3 separate regions of the Mus musculus genome follow, and regions 1 and 3 are each linked to region 2. A link is a contact called in public promoter capture Hi-C data. All regions are on one chromosome and are shown on one strand. The core of a region is the stretch at or near the end of the contact, and the rest is flanking DNA. Distances in the headings are between cores, read along the strand shown. Region 1 holds the start of Dctn3 (dynactin 3). Region 2 holds the start of Aqp3 (aquaporin 3). Region 3 holds the start of Galt (galactose-1-phosphate uridyl transferase).

Region 1 (2,700 bases), core at 174-2,673, 620 kb before region 2:
AGGATTGTTACATTAAAATGGATTCAAGAGTTTGTCTACAAGGCATGGGGTCCCAGCATGGTCTATGCAGCATGGTTGCCATGGGATGTCTGCTTTGTCACAGATCTGTGAGTATTTATTGCGCACCTACTTCAAGCTACCCACAACGGCATAGGAGCTTCTCACTGGTCAGAGGGACTTGTCCGTGCTTTGTGGGAGTCCCACATTCTCTCGTTTATTTTTTAATTTTACATCTCTTATACCCTTTATCAGGTATCCTCTTTGCTCGACGCCAACCTGTGCCAGCTTCCTTGGGTCCAACCAATCCTCCACCTCTACCCTCTACAGGGCCCCCTTCCAGTACCTTGCCCTGAAAGCAGCTACTGAGAACCAAGAGTCCCAATATCATTGCTTAGGGGGGGAGAAGGCACCCTCCTACCTTGATTCTTTCAGGATGTGACGCCCACTCTGGGATCCAGTCCTGGTTGATGTCAGCATGCCACCTCCACACCAAAGGGATTTATATTACGTTCCATCTACCTCACCGTAAAAGGCAGACACTGTCTCCCTAGCTAATTTCAGCAGCATCTACCAAAGAGCTTTCCCCCGAGAACCCCTATCACTCCGTCATGTAACCCCTATGTCAGTGTCACCTTTGGTACCCCACCTCTTTGAGTCAATTCTGCTCCTTTTCAGGAAGCAGGTGAAGGATTGGATTTGAATGTGAAGATGTCCCTTGGGTTGCATCTGGAAAATAAAATTGTACTTCCCGTGTCTCCTGTGCCTCCTCTTCTTGCTTGGGTCTGGGAGGTGGGGGATCCACAGACTACATTGAGCTGTCCAAGTGGAAGCAGAAGAACAAAGCTCTGAGAGAATAGAAGAGCACTTTTTTTTGAAGGGAAGCAAGCTTTCTCTACATTGTTCCCTGACTGGTCTTGAACTCACTGTGTAGAGCAGGCTGGCCTCAAACTTACAGTCATCCTTCTGTCTCTCCTTTCTCTCCTAGCACCACCACACAGAGCGCGGTCACAAATCAGACTGTTTGGGTGTACGTCCTGACAACAAGAGGCTTACGTACAAATCACTTGATCTTTAAAAGATTCCAAAAATGTATGGTGTCTCTCCCAAGAAGCTGCCTACTGATCTATGGGTATAAACCTATCTTGGAATAATAGGTATATTTATACGCTAACTCTCAGGGAATGGGGGAGGGGAGGAAATCTCTTCGAATCTTGGATTTAGAGCACTAAAAGTCTTGACAACCAAGTCCTGGAAACCAGGGTAGAACTAGGACCCAGAACGTTACCTAGGTAACCAGATTGCTTTGACATCGGTTATTTCCGACATCCAAAGCCTAAACAGTGACGTCACTTCCTACAAGGCGTGACGGTGCTCTCGGATTGGCCAGTCTTCTTATTTAGGCGGACGTCCCACCCTCAGGCTGTTCCGGGTTGCTGCGGCCAGGCTGCAGAAACGATGGCGGCTCTGACCGATGTGCAGCGGCTACAGTCTCGAGTGGAGGAGCTGGAGCGCTGGGTGTACGGGCCGGGCGGGACCCGAGGCTCCAGGAAGGTGAGGGGTCCGGTCTATTGATCCGTTTGTGGGGCAGAGCGGGACAGGAGCGGTCCACTGGCCCTGCCCTAGGGTCGGATGCTACCACTTCTGTCAGGTCGTCCTCAGCCCAGGCTCTGAAATAAATAACAAAGATCTAGAACCTCCTGGTACCAATCGGACCCTTGAGGTCCGTTCCCGAGGGGATTGGGATGGGGGAGATGCTTAAGCCTTTTTAAGATGGGTTCGGTGACAACTTTCACAAAAACTCCGCGCGCTCACAGGCGTTCTAAGGAGACCAGACGCATTTAAAAATTGATTAATGGGAGTTTCAGTAAGAGCTGAAGCCCGCAGTGGAGTGTCATCCTAGAGCCATGCAAAATTAATTGCTAAATGAATTACGCGTAGACAGGAGTCCTAGAGGAGGCAGAGCACAGGTGCTACAGGCTCCAAAGGGTGAGCGGTGAGGTCTGAGCAGGCCCAGAAAAGGAAGATTAGTAATTGAGCCCTAAGTGTCCAGATGTGGGCGAACATCGTGTCTGAATTTTGACAAAAATTTAGAGGTGCCCTAAAATCCCTTTTTACGATGTTGAAACCATTTACTGGAGCGCTTCTGGTAGAATTAAGAATGTTCTGGAACAAAGGTAATGATGTGTCTCTGTATTTTTTTGTAAAATTGTCACCAGCACATTCTGTTCCAGTTTGAGAACCAACTTTTCGAAACACTCTCCCCCTTTGGCATCTATTTGTGTGCCTTCCCTTGTGTGTTAGTCCCTTAAATATTAGTATTCACCTTTTACACAAGCCTTGAGTGAAGTCGTTCATTTCCTCAGCCTCCGGCTCCAGCTGACTCTTGACTGTTAGAATCCTAAGTCCTAGGCAGGCTCGTTCACTGCCGTGATTTCAGTTACTCATTTCACGTCTTTATGTTTCCAGTGTGTAGCTCTGTTTCAGACTTTCCGAGAACCCGATTGATCTTTGTCTACTGGTCTCCTCCACTGGGCTATCCCGCAGACATCTTAAGCTCAAACCCTTAACTACTAACTGTATTCTGCCTCTAAACTGATTCTCTTCTGTATTCTCTACGATGGGGATTGCACTGTCTTTGGGATCCCAGAGTGTTCCGTCTCCTGTACTAGACTTGATGTGGAGGGTATGAGGCTAGAGCTA
Region 2 (2,700 bases), core at 8-2,507:
TGAGTTCCAGGACAGCTAGGGCTACACAGAGAAACCCTGTCATGAAAAAACAAAACAAAACAAAACAAAAAAAGTAAAAATAATTATGCCAGATGTGGTGGCTCCCGTTTTTTCAAATTCCGGCCCTTGGGAGGCAGAGACAGGTAGATCTCTCTTAGTTTAAGGACTGGGGCTACATGGTGCGTTCCAGGCCAGCCAGGGTTGCAAGGTAAGGCCTTATCTAAAAAAGAAAGAAAGAACGAAAGAAAGAAAGAAAGAAAGAAGGAAGGAAGGAAGGAAAGAAGGAAAGAAAGAAAGAAAGAAAGAAAGAGAGAGAGAGAGAGAAAGAAAGTGAGAGAAAGAAAGGAAGGAAGAAAGAAAGAAAGAAAAATTAATGATGATATACATGTGGGCACATGCACTGCTATGAACGTGTGGAGTTGGTTCTTTCTCTTCGGGTGGGTTTCAGGGATTGAATTCGGGTTGTCAGTCTGCCCTGGCAAGCGCTCTTCCTGTTGAGCCTACTCCCGGGGCCCCAGCTTAATTACTTAAAAGAGTAGATTTACATCGATGGGAGTGGGAAAGGAGGAGTTAAAAACAGCTGGAATTCACATGATGTAGCATGTGACATGTCAAGACAACAGCAGCTCAGCCAAGGGGGAAGGTCCACAAGGAGAAAGCCCAGGTATCCCGGCCCGCACGTGGCGCGTCCAGACGGTGTGACCAGGTCACAGGACATATACCATGCTAATCAACACATGCAACATGTGACATGTTCCCAGGGCACACGAAGCGCTGGTGAATTCTGGTTAGAACTCTGCATACACCTGCCTACCAGGGTCGTCACTCTGAGGTCTCTTCCCACTAGAGGTTTATAGCCTCCTTTAAAAATCAGCCGCCCGATTGAAGACCTGTTCTATCCAGTCATCGCAGCAAGCTGGTTCCTCACTCCTAGCGTGAGACGATGCCCACAAAGGCTCTCTGTGAAGGGGGTTGGGGTAGGGGGGTGGGGGGGGGTGGCGCTCGGGAGACCGCTTGCTCTTCCCGTTTTCACAGTATCCCAGTCCTCTCAGTACAACACTCACTCCCCTAAGAATCCTGCAGAGCCAACCCACCCTTAAAGCTCCACAGGACCCTCCTTACAACTGTCACCCCGCGTCCCCACCAGCGCCTCCAGGCTAGGTGGAGGGGTGGTGGCCGCACTCCGCCCCCGCGGGGTTCCGAGGGTGGGGCTCAGCAGGCTGAGCGTATAAAGGGCGCCACCTGCGCTCCGGGCCACCGCTCTCGGTGCCTTGCGCTAGCTACTTTGCACTCGTACGCCGCCGGACCTCGCCGCTGCCTGCCTCGCGCCATGGGTCGACAGAAGGAGTTGATGAATCGTTGTGGGGAGATGCTTCACATCCGCTACCGGCTGCTTCGCCAGGCGCTGGCGGAGTGCCTGGGGACCCTCATCCTTGTGGTGAGTGCAGGGTAGTGAGCAGTCCTATCTATTTCAGGCCCCGTGGTCCCCAACTCCTTATTCACTCCAGGGACAGTTTTCCAGGCAGACACGACCAGTTCCCCAGCTCTGCTCCCGAGGCTTAACCCTCAGGGTCAAGCTGACCTCCAAAGCCTTCAACAGTCTTGACAGTTCTAACTCAACTTGTGACAGTGCTACTTACCCAAGAACAGCTCTGCTATTTTGCCTTTCCCCCTGGAGACAGAGACCAAGGCTGCGGAGGGTCACCCCTTAGTGTGGGACCTCCCACACGTTTCCTGGCTTCCCAACTTTCCCAGGGCTCCAACCTCAGGACACAGCAGAGAAAGGCAAATGGACACCCCTATTAAGTTATTTGGGTCTTGGGTGTCTGGCCCCTAATGAATAATTAAGCCTCAGAAAGTCCAAAAGTTGCAGTGAAGTGAGGGCGGATTACGGCAGGTAGGGGCAGAGGGCGCAGATTTCTTGGGCTGTAAGCAGCAAAATCGGAAGAACGGAGATTGTGGAAGGAAACAGAGCCTAACAGAACAGTGGGCGCGTCTAAATGTGTTGTGCACACGCTGTAGGAGTCCTTCGGATCCTGCGACCCAGATGCTTCCAGCGTCTTTGCTGGCCTTTTGATCCCCCCTCTGCCTCTCCTCTCAATGGCCCCTGGTGAACCCCCAGATCTCAGGCTTCTGCAGTTTTGCCCCGAGTTCTGGTTAACTTGGCGCACTTCTTGATCAGACAGACACTATGGCTTTCATTTCCTGTCCCAGTTACTCTGATTTTCAGCCACTGACTTGTTTTTCTGAGTCTCTTCTCAATTCCGGTGTCCCTTTTTGCAGTGGGGTGGGTTACTTGAGTTCCAGCAACAGCCTCAGTCTTGGGTAGTGCAGATCAGTCAACTGGCGAGGGAACATGGTGGGGCAGGCTACACATGGAGAAAGGGGGCCCAAATGTGCCTCTGACTTCATAGACTAGTGGCCTATCAGTTGTCCCCACTCCCTCCTGCCTCGGTGGTTCCCTGTTTCCTATCTTGATTTGTGAGTCTGGCCACCTGTTCGGTTGAGAGCAGCAAGAGGACAAGGGAGGGTGTCTTACAGTTTCAAAATGGGGCCCCCTCATCCCGTCCCAGTTCTCAGAGCCTATTCCTCTGTAAAAGAACAGTCAGTCCCCCCACTGAGTCCCAGGATCACTTGGCTTAGCCTAGACCACAAAAAGAGGGTTCTGGATTTGTGGTGAAGGCTTTCAGGCTCAGGTAG
Region 3 (2,700 bases), core at 75-2,574, 660 kb before region 2:
AACCAAAGTTACACCTCCCCCTCACAGACCTGCACCCAAGGGTACTGGGCACCCAGCTCCTCTGTGACTGAGGCCCATGCATCGATGACAGCTCGGATCTCAGGGACAGACATGAGTGGCAGCGTCACATCCGACCAGGGGTGGAAGCACATGACCTTACTAGGTGGTGAGGGAAAAATGACATAGGGAAGTGGATTGGGTGCTAAGGGCAGGGCCCAAGCTCAGGTCTTCGTCTTCAGACCTGGGCTGGAGGTTGTAAGAGGGGAAACCCAAAGTTACCAAACTCCTCTGGCGGCCTCTGCTCGGAAGAGAGGGTGGTCACTGGGTCCTGGAATAAAGGAGTATTACTCTCTGTAGCACAGGTACCCGGGTCAGACCCAGTCTCCCTTCTCCCCAACAGTGGTTAAATTGAGGGTACCTGGATCCGGAGCATCGGGCTGCAGAGCCGGGAAGTCATTGTCAAACAGAAAGGTACCATCATAGTGGGGATTCACCTACTGACAAGAATAGGCTAGAAATACTACCTGACGGAATTCAAGGGCTATCCAGGCTGCAACGGGGGCGAGGAAGGCCCCACTCAAAGGATCAAAATTGCTTGCCCGGAAATGACCCAAAAGGAGGCGCACTGCTCCCCCTTGTGGGCGAAGGGTAGTAATAAGGAAGAAGGATTTTTTTCCTATCCCAGTTGGTGGCTGTGTATTCGGGCTTACCTCCCCATTAGCTCGTGTGGCCCCGGGACACAGAGGGTTGAGTGGGTCGTGGCGGGGCACTGTCTTCAGAAGCTGGGGCTCCACTTGTCCTTGCCAGGGCCGCTTCATGCGATGAGCCGACACTAACACCCACTCGTCCTGGAGCGGGTTGTAGCGAATATGCTGGTGTTCTGGGGAGAGACAAGGATCAGTCAGCAAAACTCCCTGTCTCTCTCTTCCCCGAGTGGCTCTAATGCCCTAGCAGGCCCAAGTACAGGGACGCTCGGTCGGCGCAGTGTTTCTAGAAGCTATAGGCTGGCGGAGGGGAGTTAAAGGGTTAAACGCTTTCCGTGCCACACGGCCTGCAAGCCCCTCCTTCCCTCGCCCGCCACCCTGGCCTCGGGTAGGAGTGCCGACCTTGACTCTGGGACTAGAACTTCCTACGGAAAAGGAAGGCTCGGCTCCGCACCGTAGCGGGTCCAGGCCGCCCAGCAATTACCGCTCGCCCGGAAGGTCGCTGCCATGGCGTCCGCCTCTGAAGCCTGCTGGCGCTGCTCAGGATCGGCTCCGCTATGCGACGTGAGGCCACACGAATTGACCTAAGGTACACAAGGTGAGCGCCCCATTCCATGTCTCCCCCCGCCCACCCTGGATGATTGGCTAGTCGCCAACACGTGACGGTGGGGGCACAGCCTGCCACTTGAGGGCGGGGCTCGGGACCGCCACGCTCACTTCCCCAGGTTGTTTTGATGATTCTCCTGCACACCGGATTGTAGCTACTTCTCTGGAGAGCATCTGTGAAAACTGGTTGCTGTGTCCATTCGTCCCGCCACGGATTCGGGTTGCTTGCACGACATTAGGGCTATTTATTGGAGCATGACATATCAGCTTCACCACTCAAGGACACTCCTGCCAGCAGCCTTTAACTGCCAATAGTCCATCAGAAAGGGCGGAGCCTCGTGAGTGCACCGCCCCCCAAACCGGTAAGAAACCTCTATGGGTCCATTCTCATGTTTTGTGCAGGTAACCACAGGTGTAGTGAGTTCTTGTGTTTGCACATCAGGCCCTGTCCTGTTCAGAAGACATCGTTTTTACTGAGCATCTTAACCGTGTGCCAGGCACCTAGGTTCTGTGTGGAGCATAGAGACGCCCTGTGCAAAGACCAGCAGCATTCTGAACTCATGACCTGGGTCACCTGCGGAGCTGCTGTGTGTGGTTAAGATGCAAGTTGTGGAGAGGGGGTGGAGGTGAGGAACTTGATCATACTATAGATGAAGCCTGCAGCCTGGCCCTTCAGGTATTGCCCGGATGTGTGAGTATTTCACTGTAACTATGCCTCTAGCCTCAGGAGCAGAAATAAGGTTAGATAAAGAGAACTGAGTAAGTATAGGGTGTGGTGGTACACACCTGTAATCCCAGCACTCCAGAAACAGAGACAGTAAACTTACAAGTTCAAGTTCAGCCTGCGCAGTTATACATAACAAGGCCCAATCTATATAAAAGTAAACCAAACGGCCAGTGGTGGTGCACACCATTAATCCCAGCACTTGGGAGGCAGAGGCAGGCAGATTTCTGAGTTCGAGGCCAGCCTGGTTTACAGAGTGAGTGCCAGGACAGCCAGGGCTACACAGAGAAACCCTGTCTCGAAAAAAAAAAAAAAAGTAAACCAAAAGACAGTAATGTGTGTGTGTGTGTGCGCGCGTGTATGCGTTTGTGCATACATACCAGGCACAGTGATGCATTTGCCTATAGTCTCAGCTACTCTAGAAGCTGAAGCAGAAGATCAATTGAGCCCACAAGTTCTAGACCATCCTGGCCAATATAGTGAAGCCAATTTCAAAAACAAGCAAAAGGCCATCAGTATTTGAAGGGCAGAGACAGGCATATCAATGAGTAGCCTGGCTACATAGAACATTCTAGGCTGTTGAGGTTTGGTCTGTTGCTATGTATTATGATGCAAAATACTGGCTGGGGAGGTGGGGAGCTGGAGAGATGGCTCAGGGATTAAGAG

The links. Promoter capture Hi-C pulls out the DNA fragments that hold promoters and counts their contacts.
Region 1: a promoter capture Hi-C map of embryonic stem cells shows a contact between it and region 2. The contact joins the promoter of Dctn3 here to the promoter of Aqp3 in region 2. A contact is called at or near these places in 12 of 39 promoter capture datasets (the 3T3-L1 cell line, cranial neural crest, embryonic stem cells and 4 more) and 1 of 9 other capture datasets (adipose tissue).
Region 3: a promoter capture Hi-C map of pre-B cells shows a contact between it and region 2, with 2.8 times the contacts expected there. The contact joins the promoter of Galt here to the promoter of Aqp3 in region 2. A contact is called at or near these places in 2 of 39 promoter capture datasets (hippocampal neurons and pre-B cells).

Annotation. Positions count from the first base shown.
Region 1 is chr4:41,721,886-41,724,585 of GRCm38.p6, reverse strand. It overlaps Dctn3 (dynactin 3), which reads left to right and starts at 1,423. Exons shown (of 7, transcript NM_016890.4): 1 at 1,423-1,551. The coding sequence starts at 1,456. It overlaps Arid3c (AT rich interactive domain 3C (BRIGHT-like)), which reads left to right. Exons shown (of 8, transcript NM_001017362.2): 8 at 253-750. The coding sequence ends at 353.
Region 2 is chr4:41,096,740-41,099,439 of GRCm38.p6, reverse strand. Aqp3 (aquaporin 3) reads left to right here and starts at 1,257. Exons shown (of 6, transcript NM_016689.2): 1 at 1,257-1,438. The coding sequence starts at 1,331.
Region 3 is chr4:41,754,141-41,756,840 of GRCm38.p6, reverse strand. Galt (galactose-1-phosphate uridyl transferase) reads right to left here and starts at 1,324. Exons shown (of 11, transcript NM_016658.4): 1 at 1,189-1,324; 2 at 711-880; 3 at 419-494; 4 at 280-328; 5 at 30-159. The coding sequence starts at 1,213. Gm42274 (predicted gene, 42274) reads left to right here and starts at 1,069. Exons shown (of 2, transcript NR_155499.1): 1 at 1,069-1,672.